Linked DNA regions of Mus musculus: region 1 is linked to region 2. A link is a contact called in public HiChIP or PLAC-seq data. All regions are on one chromosome and are shown on one strand. The core of a region is the stretch at or near the end of the contact, and the rest is flanking DNA. Distances in the headings are between cores, read along the strand shown. Region 1 has its middle 23 kb from the start of Thrap3. Region 2 overlaps Stk40 (serine/threonine kinase 40).

The links. HiChIP or PLAC-seq counts read pairs in DNA pulled down with a chosen protein or histone mark.
Region 1: a FOXA1 HiChIP or PLAC-seq map of pancreatic cancer cells shows a contact between it and region 2. The contact joins two enhancer-like sites. A contact is called at or near these places in 3 of 39 promoter capture datasets (the 3T3-L1 cell line, liver and neural stem cells), 3 of 115 datasets of contacts at active chromatin or transcription factors (the SCID.adh cell line, heart atrium and pancreatic cancer cells) and 2 of 9 other capture datasets (adipose tissue and liver).

Annotation. Positions count from the first base shown.
Region 1 is chr4:126,222,792-126,229,043 of GRCm38.p6, reverse strand. No RefSeq gene overlaps it. Among named protein-coding and RNA genes, the nearest start is that of Thrap3, 23 kb to the right of the region's middle. Within about 2 kb of position 1,868, at least 195 of the 459 cell types and tissues checked have an H3K27ac peak or open chromatin away from gene starts, as enhancers often do. A contact at or near this core is called in the SCID.adh cell line, adipose tissue, heart atrium and 3 more, where this site is marked.
Region 2 is chr4:126,108,478-126,114,576 of GRCm38.p6, reverse strand. All of the region lies in intron 1 of Stk40 (serine/threonine kinase 40), which reads right to left. Among named protein-coding and RNA genes, the nearest start is that of Stk40, 7.6 kb to the right of the region's middle. Within about 2 kb of position 3,581, at least 370 of the 459 cell types and tissues checked have an H3K27ac peak or open chromatin away from gene starts, as enhancers often do. A contact at or near this core is called in the SCID.adh cell line, adipose tissue, heart atrium and 3 more, where this site is marked.

The DNA.
Region 1 (6,252 bases), core at 619-3,118, 120 kb before region 2:
TTAAAAAAAACTCAAAGCAACTGGGCAGTGGTGGCACACATCTTTAGTCGGGATGGAGAGACAGGTTGATCTCTATGCATCCAAGGCCAGCCTGGTCTACAAATTGGGTTCCAGGACAGCCAAGGCACAGAGAAACCCTGTCTGGAAAAACCAAACCAAATAAACCAGATACACTGAGCTGGGGAGATGGTGCTGTTGGCAAAGTACCCATCTTGCAAACATTTAAGTTTGGACCCCACCATTTTGTCTACCCAGCCACCTCACCTGCCCCGGAGATTGTTTTTAAGTGGGCAAAACTTGATGTAGTCCTTAATAGAGGTCCATTAATAACTAAGCAGTATTTCAAACAAATACATAATTACAGCCTTGATAGCCCTGAAGCAGCTAAGTGTGTGGCATTAGAAAAACGAGTAAGAGATCTGACCCCAGTCATGGAGATGAAGCAGGGCATCCCTGAGAAAGGAGCTGGAGCTGAGATCCCCAAGAGTTCCTAGTGCAAAGGTTTGGGGTTTCAGGTAGAGGCAACTCTACAAAGGCCTGTAGTGAATGGGGCCGGGGTAGATGAACCATAGAAAATGAGGGGGGTTGGGTCTCACAGAGATAGGAAGGGCCAGCTCATTCAGGAACCCTGCCACCGAGGAATCTAATGTTTATTGCAAGCACACTGGAAGCACCGTGGGGTGGTTCATACCCGTGATCCCACAATCCCAGCACTAGTCATTCAGGCAGAAGAATTGCGAACTTGAGACCAGCTCTGACTATTCAGTGAGACTCTGTTTAAAGAACCAAAAAAGTAATAAACAAAACCCCAGGAGGTGGGGACAGCAAGATGACTCATCAGTGAACCCAGGAACCCCTCTAAAAGTACAGGGAAAGAATAGACTCTACAAAGTTGCAACTGACTTCCCCATGTGTGTCTCCCCACCCCCAACGCACACACAAATAACAATAACTTATTTAATAAAAGGAGCGGTAAGGGAGCTACTGGGACAGGTTCATCAGGTAGGGGATGTAACCAGGTTATCACGACTGTCACCTGGAAAAGGTATTGAAGGAAGAGTGGCAGTGGAACTTGCTGTAGAAATGGGTCCTAGTGACGAGATGCTGGGGACTTGGCTCACTGCGTGGTGGAAACCAAGAGATGGACAGAGTACACAGAAAAGCTCATTGGTCATGGGAAATGGAAAAAGGATCAACGACAACGACAATTCCAAACCTTCTAGGTCCAATCCAATCCCACAGACACTGGTATTCGTGTACAAGGAACGGTGGAAAGGACTTAAGGAGACCCACAGAAGTGTCACACAGAGAACTGTACAGAACTTGAGCTCAGGAGATGGGTTTAACCCATAGCCAGGGAGAGTGGGCAGCGCAGCGGTACATCTTAGAGGCATCTGCGGCAGAAGCCCGAGGGTGGCTCCCCTGGCACAGTGGGCCTTTTCCGGGAAGTCCTGGGGCAAAGGCTGCTTCCAATGAACTGGCTGGACCTGAAAGGAGGCTGGCTCAAGGTCTGATTTCCTGGTTTCCTTGCCAGAAAACTTAGGAATGTCCGGTCTATTCAAGACTCCGAGCGTCTCTGAGGAGATGGGAGGTGGAGGCAGGGGCCCACCCCATCCAGAGAAACCTCCTTTTCCCTAATGCTGCCCTTTTCCCAACAGGGTCAGAAAAGGCAGAGCCAGGAGGCCACAAAACGTTCTTGGCTCCTCCTCCAGCCGCCAACGTTCCTGAACCCTGGCTCTCTTACAACACCTCCCTCAACCCCTACACACTCTTTCTGTACCAAGATACCCTAGGCTCGCTAGTCCCCTGAGACGCTCTCAAAAGAGCATTCGCGGTGACTAACCCCTTGCCGGATACCCCGACCTCTCCATTAACGGGCATCTGTCTCCCCCTGGTGGTCAAATGAGCATGTACAGATGGAAGAATTGACACTGGCTCCCAGCTTTTTGCCAGGATATTTTAGACTGGTACCCTGATTTTGTTGGCTTCTATTTCCTCACCTGCAGATTGGGGCTTTGTGATGGAATGAAGCCATCGTATCGTTGATCTAACATATAGAAATGTTGACAGTCAGTCTGAGTGTGATGGTACACGCCTTCAACCTCGTAATTTGGGAAGTAAAGGGTGCAAGATGAGCCTCTGCTGCTCGAGTGAGTTCAAGGCCCTCCTGGACCGCGTGTGTCCTTGTTAGTCATGAAGCCTGTCCTCGGCTTTGGAGATCATGACATCCTCAACCCCTCTGTATTCCCCACCGTTCCCGAAATCACTCTGCTTTGGGGCAGACATACTATGATGTCCCAATTGACTAGGGCATTGAGCGTGAACCTGTTATTGTAGCACCAGTGGCAGACCTGGGCAAGAAGTATTCTAGGATGGAAAAGAAAAATAGTTATGCAGATTCGAGAGAGGAGATTGTCACGGGAGGCCTCCTATTGGAGCCCAAGAAGGCGATCCTACCACCTTTACTTCCCAAATTACAAGGTTCTAGGCCTGTACCTTGGGTGATGGCTTGACTGTTTCCTGGGGGCAGCTCCAGCCAGCCAGTTCTGGTCCACAGTTTTCAGGACAGATCCAAAAGAGCTAGGAGGTACCTCCCAAGGATAAGATCCCCGGCAAAGTCAGCCCTGGGTGTGGGTGCTAAAAGTATATGATTTGTGAATACTTGAGAACACACACAAGGGGCTGGAGAGGTGACTCAGTGGTTAAAACCATGGGCTGCTCTTTCAGAGTACCTGGGTTCAATTCCCAGCACCCACATGACAGCTTACAACTGTCTGTAACTCCACTTTCAGGGCTTCTGACACCCTTACACAGACATATATGCAGGCAAAACACCAATGAACATAAAAATAAATTATATATATATATATTTTTAAGACTTATTTATTATATGTAAATACACTGTAGCTGTCTTCAGACACACCAGAAGAGGGCATCAGATCCCATTACAGATGGTTATGAGCCACTATGTGGTTGCTGGGAATTGAACTCAGGACCTCTGGAAAAGCAGTCAGTGCTCTTAACTGCTGAGCCATCTCTCCAGCCCAATAAATTATATTTTTAAAAAACCACCTTGGACTGGAGAGATGGCTCAGTGGTTAAGAGCACTGACTGCTCTTCCAGAGGTCCTGAGGTCAAGTCCCAGCAACCACATAGTGGCTCATAACCATCTGTAATGGGATCTGATGCCCTCTTCTGGTGCATCTGAAGACAGCTACAGTGTATTTACATATAATAAATAAATAACTCTTAAAAAAAAAAAACTAAAAAAAAAAAAACAAACCACCTCATTATTGCTAGTAAGTCTGGCTCTACAGGACACCTCTGGCGTCCTCAGGAGTATACACATAAACACACACAAATATTTTATAGAAAAGAACATATATAAAAATAAATGTTGCTTTTCTTTTTTGATGATTTCCTTGAAGTAACATGTTAAGCAGTGTCAGGGTTGTTGTTATTGTTTTTTGGTTTTCTTGGGGGGGTGTTGGTGGTGTTTTTGTTTTGTTTTGTTTTGTTGTTGTTGTTTTTCAAAACAGGGTTTCTCTGTGTAGCCCTGGCTGTCCTGGAACTCACTCTGTAGACCAGGCTGGCCTCGAACTCAGAAATTCACCTGCCTCTGCCTCCCAAGTGCTGCACTTTAAGTGATTAAAGGCATTCGCCACCACTGCCCAGCATTGTTTGGTTTTTGTTTGTTTTGTTTCGTTCATTTTTTTTTTTTTAATTTATTTATTTATTATATGTAAGTACACTGTAGCTGTCCTCAGACACTCCAGAAGAGGGAGTCAGACCTCGTTAGGGATGGTTGTGAGCCACCATGTGGTTGCTGGGATTTGAACTCCTGACCTTTGGAAGAGCAGTCGGGTGCTCTTACCCACTGAGCCATCTCACCAGCCCCTGTTTCGTTCATTTTTTAAGACAGGGTTTCTCTGGGTAGCCCTGGCTGTCCTGGAACTGGAGACACCAGACTGGTCTTGAACATAGAGATCCACCTGCCTCTACCCGCTGAGTACTGGGATAGAAGGCATGCGATGCCACCACCACACCAGAAGAGGACGTCAGATCTCATTATGGATGTTTGTGAGCCACCATGTGGTTGCTGGGATTTGAACTCAGGACCTCTGTAAGTGCAGGCAGTTTTCTTAACCACTGAGCCATCTCTCCAGCCCACAAGGGCAGTTTTAAAATATCTTTCTAAGTGCTAAGGGCATAGCTCAGTTGGTAGAGTGTTTGCCTAGTACACATGAAATCTTGGATTTGGTACCCATCACCAAATAAAATGATTGTGGTACACACACACACACACACACACACACACACACACACACACGTAATCCCAACATTCAGGAGGTAGAAGCAAGAGGATCAGGCAGCCAGTCTAGGCTGTATGGAACTGTCTCTAAGTAAGTAAGTAAATAAATAAATAAGATAAATAAGATAAAACTTTTATCTAAAAAGAATATTTTATTGTTCTGAGTTCTAAATGGCTCTAGAAATGTGTGTGTGTGTGTGTGTGTGTGTGTGTGTTTCTGTTATGCATGTGTATTCTCAATTGTGCCTGCAGGGCTGAGGGTCAGAAGTCTAGGCTGGGAACTAGGACTCTTTAATGTGGAGCCTGCCTTAGGCTATTGAGTGGCTGGCCAGAGGGCTCTATTAGTCTCTGCTTCCCCACCTCTGGGCTGGAGTAACTAGCCATATCTGTCTTTTTGCATGGGAGCCGAGGACGCACTCAGGCCCCAGGGCTCGTACAGAAAACACACGTCGCTGCTGAGCCATCTCCCCCAGACTGCCACGAGGCTTTACAAATAACCCCATGGTAGTTCCGTGTCATCGAGCTCTGTGAGCCCACCTAACCTTTCCATCTCTAGGACAAGATGGGTTCCTAAGGGTTAAACAGCCATTTCAGAGTGAACAGGGACGGCATGAGGCAGTAAGAGTCAGCCTGATTTGATTCTACGTGTCTACGTGACACTTGGATTAGTTTAAAATTTACTGATGTGTCACTGCAGCTCAACAGTAACATACTAAAACTAAAGTTTTAGGCCAGGTGCAATGGCTCATGCCGTTAATCCCAGGACACAGGAGGCAGAGGCAGGTAGATCTCTGAGTTTGAAGCCAGTTTGGTTTACTTAGAGAGTTCTAGAAGAACCAGGGCTACAAAGAGAAATCCTGTCTCAACTCCCTACCTCAAAAAAAAAAAAATGTTTAGAAGCGCTTCCAGAGGCCCTGGGGTCAATTCCCATCACCCACATAGCAGCTGGAACTCTGCTGCCTCTTTCTGGCCTCCACAGGTACCAGGCACAGGCATACAGGCAAAACACCAATACACTAGAATACATTTATTTTTAGTCAAAAAATAAAGAAATAGAGTAGGAAGCATAAGGTGAGATATTTTTGTTTGGAAGTACAAACTGTTATTTTCTTTTTGATGCTCGGGATCAAACCCAGAGCTTTTTGCAAGAGGAAGCACTCTCACTGCGCCACACCACCTCACATGCTCCGACTAATGTCACTTTTTTTTTTTTTTTGGTTTTTTGAGATAGGGTTTCTCTGTATAGTCCTGGCTGTCCTGGAACTCACTCTGTAGACCAGGCTGACCTCGAACTCAGAAATCCGCCTGCCTCTGCCTCCGGAGTGCTGGGATTAAAGGCGAGCGCCACCACACCTAGCTAATGTCACTTTTAAAAAAGTACTTATGTAAGCGGAGTGTGGTGGTGCACACCTTTAATCCCAGCACTAAAGAGGCAGAGGCAGGCAGGTGTGTGTGAGTTTGAGGTCAGCCTGGTGTACACAGCCAAGTTCCTTAGACCCTACGTCAAAAAACAAACAAACAAACAAACAAACAAAAACCCAAACCAAAATAAAAATAAACAAACACAAATTCCACAAAGCAAAAATCACGTTTCTTTTGTCTTTTTTTTTTTTTAAGGATTTATTTATTCTTATATGAAAGCACACTGTAGTTGTCTCCAGAAACACCAGAAAAAGGCTCATATTTCATTACCGGTGGTTATGAGCCACCATGTGGTTTCTGGGATTTGAACTCAGAACCTTTGGAAGAGCAGTCAGTGCTCTTACCCACTGAGCCATCTCTCCAGCCCCTGAACGTGTGTGCTCTTGAGTGAGTGTATCACGCACAGCCTTTGAGTGGAACGCAGAGAACAACTTTCCAGAGTCGGCTCTCCCCAGCCACCGGGTGTGTCCCGGGGGTGGAACCCAGACACCTGATTCGAATGCAAGTGGCCCTTCAGT
Region 2 (6,099 bases), core at 2,332-4,831:
GCTCTTAACCACTGAGCGTCTCTCCAGCCTCAGTTACACTTCCTGGAGTGAAAAGTATATGGGTTATACAAGTGTTTAGGAGTGAACAACAACCATGATGTTTGGCATTGTATTCTCAGAGACACAGGACAAAGTCCTACCTGCTGGACTAACTCCTAAAGGTTCAGTTCACAAGTTTAAAGGGGCCGATTTGAGTATATAACTGCAGCAGGGGAACCTGAAGCCTCATTCTTGCTGGGCAGAGTCAGCTTGTCACGAACTGATTTAGTCTTATATGGCTAAGAAATGAGGGGGGGTGGGAGGAGGGGGGTGGGGTGAGGGTTCTGTAATCTTCAGGTCCACCACCTGGTGGCGCCTTTCTGCAACGCATCCTAGGCACTTCTCTGCACCAAGGGCAGAGCAGTGAGCCACTGCTCTCCTTCGGGCTGATAAAAAGGATGCAGGAACCACTCCATCAAACACAAGCCACTGCCTCTGCTAACTGGGTAACAGGCTGGACAGACACAGTCCATTGGGCGGCGGCAGCAGCAGCTATCTACTGCAGAGGTCCTGCAAGTCTCCCAGTTTTCAGGAAGAAACCCAAGCTCTCCAGTAAGGCTGCCAGACCTGCTACCTCCTCCACCTTACTGCCCTTATATGACACTAAATGTAGCCCATGAGTCATGGCAGCTGTATGTGCCATGAACAGTCTCACCTTACCCTTCTTCTCTCTGGCCTCCCTGTCGTCTCACCGTCCTCATTGAAGTGTCTTGTCACTTACAACAGATACTCGAAGCGGGGCAGTGGTGGTGCACACCTTTAATCCCAGCACTCGGGAGGCAGAGGCAGGTGGATTTCTGAATTTGAGGCCAGCCTGGTCTACAGAGTGAGTTCCAGGACAGCCAGGGATACACAGAGAAACCCTGTCTCGAAAAAAAAAAAAACCTAAAAAACAGATACTCCCAGCCATTTACCAGGGCTAGGTGGCCTTCTCTACCACCCAGAACACCAGAGCATACCTCTGCACCCTCCCACTGGGCTGTGACTATTGGTTTGTTTACCATCACCCCAGCCCAGGCTGTGGGCTCCCAGAGAGCAAGTCTGACTCTGCTAGCTGAGCCTAGCCTGTGCCTGCCAAAAAGCCAAGAGAAAATAGGCCATGCATCTACGAGGCACGGAGGCCAGTGTCAGGGCAGGGGATAGACAGCTGGGTATGGAGGCACAAGTGTTATTCTTCACGGGTGAATCGTGCCCTCTGCCAGGCTGGGACTGAAATGGACTGAGATGAGAACAGAGCCAGACAGACTAGGAAGTGTCTACTAGCTCAGGGCAACAGACACAAAAACTCTGCTGGTATTGGGCAGGTTAACCAGAAAAAAAAAAAATCCCCTGGCATACTGTGCAGTGGCACATGCCTATAATCCCAGCATCAGGAAGTAGAGTCAGGAAGGCAGTCTGAGCCCAGCCTGGGTTACATCGTGAGAGCTGCCCCACAATCCCCTACTCCTTCCCCCACCAAAGGAAAAGACACAAAAAGAAATGCCTCAGTACTAGTGAGGCTGAGACAAGAGGATCACTGTGGGTCAAAGCTAGCTGGGCTACTCTAAAAGAAACAAAGGCCCATGTCAGAAATGCATGAGGCAGGACATGGTCTACACTGGGTTGTTTAAATAGCAGAAAGACATCCCAATCATGGAACCAAACCCATTTCTGTATAGAACCCCACAATGAGGAAGGGACAGACTAACCTGTGTAAGAGATGCAAGACCTCTCAGAATCCACATGCGAGCTCTACATTCTTACATTATCTCTAAGTGACTTTTGCTTACAGCTTTTTAAAAATTTTTCTTTATTATTATTATATCTAAGTACACTGTAGCTGTCTTCAGATGCACCAGAAGAGGGAGTCAGATCTCATTATTGTTGCTTGGTTGTGAGCCACCATGTAATTGCTGGGATTTGAACTCAGGACCTTTGCAAGAGCAGTCGGTGCTCTTAACCACTGAGCCATCTCTCCAGCCCTGCTTACAGCTTTATAGTTTACAAAACAGCTGCAAATACATAATTCTAACTGATCTTCCCTGACACACATAGGAGCATGCATATTTCCTAGAAAAAATTAGTGAGACTCCTAAAGTCACTAACTCAAACGTTGAGGCAGGAATACATGTTTTCTCATGCTAAATCTGCATAAGCTTGTTGTTTCTGTAACTGTCTCCACACACCTGAGATAGCCAGCCTCCCTACAGATCTGCTCTCTATACTCAAGAAAGCAAGAGGAACTCACAGCCCAGGAACAAGGGTTTCAAACCACGGGCAGTCACCCAAATATCAGACAGGAGAGCAGGACCAACATGGGGTTGTGCAAACCAGGGTTCAGGCCTTAGCTTCCATCTTTCTCTTGCTCTGTTAACCCAGTCAATCCTTTGTGGGCCTCAGTTTCCTCATTTTGAAAAGGGGAGTGGTAACATTTCCTTCATAGGATGTCCAAAAGATCAGCTTGTTATCCTGGGGCTAGCAGAAGAAAGACAAATGCCCCTGTTGTGTGTATAGGTGACCTGGTAGATAATCTCTCCAGACACGTGAATTTTCAGCTTGTACCTGAAGGGCTAATTACTAGGATCCATTTTTAGGGCTTTTTCCTCCTCCCCCTAAATGCAGGGTCTTATTCAGAATGCAGACCATGCTGACCTTGAATGTGTGAGTCTCCTGTGCCTCTGCCTTTCAAGTGCTAGGATTACAGTGATTCAATACCATGCCCTGCCTGGGTTCTTTTTAATTTTTCTTTTTTAATTTATTTACTTATTTTATGTATATGAGTACGCTGTAACTGTTTTCAGACACACCAGAAGAGGGCATCAGATCCCATTGCAGATGGTTGTGAGCTATCATGTGGTTGCTGGTATTTGAACTCAGGACCTCTGGAAGAGCAGTCAGGGCTCTTAACCACTGAGCCATCTCTCCAGCCCCCTCTTTTTAATAACTTTCTCATTCGTCTATTTTTGTTTGTTAGAATGCTGGCGATAGAACCCAGGGCCTTAAGCATAGAGACAAGCGCCCTATCAAGAAACTATACCTGCAGAGCCAATGTCTGTTTCAGGACAGAGAAACCAGAACTTGGAGCTGGCAGCTCTCTTCTCCTGACTGGACTGAGACAGACATCAGGGCTATCCCTTTAAACCTGAATGGCATGACAGGTGTGGCTGAAAGGGGAGTGAGTCCTCCCCTGCTCTCAAAGGAACGACCGACCGACCGGAAGCCCTTGCTTTGTGCTCCGGATGGAGGCTGGGGGGCTGGGGAGATGGATTAGTAATCCTTTGACTCCAGCCAGGATTCCCTGGTGACAAAGACTCATGCCTGTGCTGTCATCTTCACTATTCCCCAACAGTGCCGCTTCTGCTCACTCTGTAAATGCAAGAGGATACACACAGCTCCAGTTTGTTAGGAAAATATACCACTGCCTCATTCTCCCCACGCTGGCTGCACTGTACTGCCTGGGGGTTACTAGTGAGGGCTACACAGAGCGAGCCTCACCCACTGAGGCGGCTCTGCTCTGGGCCTGTGGGAGAATACCTGCGGCAGCCAGAAAGGAAGTGACTCAGCCAGGGGGAAGTGGGAGGGGTGCTGGCAAAGGGCCTACACAGCTCCCCCAAAGTACATCCACTGCCATTAGGCAGCCTGTCCCCAGCAGCACTTGGTCATGCTGAGCACTGCAGCTGGACGCAGAAGGGACCTAAAAGCCCACTCTGCAGCCTGGGGATCCAGCTCTTGTCTCCTCCAGGAGGCAGGCTTTACAAATTAGCCCCATATGAGGAGATTGTGTAATCACCACTTACAGCCTTCAGGAGTTCCCCCATGGGCTCCACTAGAAGACTGAAGTGCTGGTCGGGGTAGGCTCGGAGCAGTTTTAGAAAAAAGCCAGAGCATCACCAGTCCCTGGGAGTGCTCAAGTGGGCTGGCTGCTCCTGAGGGCATTTCCCCAGCAGTCACTCTTAGAAGCCACCAGAATGGGATCTAGGGTATTGTCGACAGTCCTGTCACCAGCTGACCCCCTCCTCCCTGCCTCCGGAAGCAGCTGACGTGACAACAATAATCTGTCAGGCCGTGTGGGTGTCAGAGGAGGGGACAATCTTAATAGCTCTTTCTCGAGCTGTGCTGGCCTGGTATCTCCCATCCAGAAAAGCAGCCAAGCACACTGGCTTGGTTGACATTTGTGATGGGTCTTGGATCTGCAAGGGGCCTTGTGAAGAAGGGATATTGGCGCAAGTTACTGACAGCTCTCCCTTGTCATACCAGTCCGCTCTAGCTCACTGGCTAGAAAAGAAACTCACAGCAAGGAAGATCCTAGCATGTGACTCAGGGGCCCTTCAGCTCAAAATATCAGTTACTGCTCTGTGGGGTTGACTCAGCCCAATGACACGGCTGCCACAGGGTCCCATATGGAGTTCAAGTACTGTCACCCAAAATAGCTGAAATCAGGCAAAGAGAAAGCAACAAGAGATCAAAGAAGGGCTGGCTGTGCCTAAGAGCCACCTTTCTGTCTACTTTGTGACCTGGACACCTGTTTCTGGGCTCATAGCTTCCTCACCTGGAGATGGGGGTGGTGGTGGCACTGCCCCCAAGTATGGTGCACCCCGAGGGACTGTCCTCAGAACCAACATGCATGAGAGGAACCAGGCCAGTGTCTAGCCCAGGTTTTCAGAGTGGCACGGGAAAGCTCAAGCTGAGCACACAGACATGCAACTTTCCCTTACATTGTCTGCAACGGCTTTAAAAAGAAGCACTGCGTCATCCTACACGCAAGGCCATTTGGATCAGAGCCATACAAAGTTAAATTTCACAACTTTGGGCTTAAGATGTAGCTCAGCTGGGAGAGCACTTGCCTACCTCCCAACACCACAGAAACTGGGCATCGAGGCATATTCCTGTAATCCCGGTACTTAGAGGCTGAGGTAGGAGATTCACAAGTTCTAGGTCAACTTCATTGATTTCCAGACTGGTTTGGACTTGATGAGACCCTATCAAAAACACCACCACCACCACCAAGCCTGCATATCTTTAGTTCCAGCACTTGGAAGGCAGTGGCAGGCAGATCTCTGAGTTCAAGGCTAGCCAGGTCTACAGAGAAAGTTCCAGGACAGCCAGGGCTACACAAAGAAATCCCATCTTGAGAAAAACAAGCACCCTGCAATACTGCATGTGCATATGAACCTATTTTGGTTAAAGAAATTAACACCCTTCAATGTGCACAGGGAGTTTTGAGAAGAATCCAGAGAGAGGGAGGGCTCTTGTATTTCTTATTCATATTCTTTTGCATTCTTTGGTTATTCCCTATAGTTATTATAATGATAATTTTGCTTCTTGAGAAGGTGTACTCTGGTGGCAGGTGGAAGCTTACTGCCCCAGTCTTATGGCGCTGTCTGCTAAGGCAAGGGGGTCCCAGGAGCTAAGGAAGGAAGGGTCAAGGTCAATAGTCCTGGGAAGTACAATCTCCCTCAGACAGCTTGCAAACAAGTCTATAAAGAGCTTCCTGTTTGCCACCTGGTATCCATTGGACTGAAGGCAGGCATGAGCTGTCACTTTAGGGATATTCACAGATCACTAATGAGACAGCACTGGAACCTGACTATGACAGGCACTAAGCGACACTTGGTATCACAGTAACCTATTTCAGCCTCAGTGCAGGAACAGTTATCCTCCTTTAACAGCAGAGGACACTGGGGTCAGAATGATTTTGTTCAAGGTCATCTGGCCAGCATGTGACAGAACTGGCTTCTGAAGCCAGGTCTGACTGTGGCTAACATGGTTTAAAATGTTTCTATGTACTCCCCACGGGGAGAAGAGAAGACCTTGCCTCCAGGCAGTGGCAGTTCTATTCCTCAGCCAAGGGAAGGATTGCTTCTGCCTCATCAAGGTCCCTTCCAGCCCTATAGCTCTTGACTCCAAGATTCTGGGGACTGGGCTCCCTGGGGCCAGCGCCTGGCCCGGATGGAGGAAGGGGTAGCATGGGCTCCAGAGTCACAGAGAGCCGGATGTGGAAAGTCCCAGTCCCATCATCACTGGCTGTTTAACAGAGCAGGCTCCTTAATCCCTCTGATCCCCGACAAGCTGTCCTGTAAA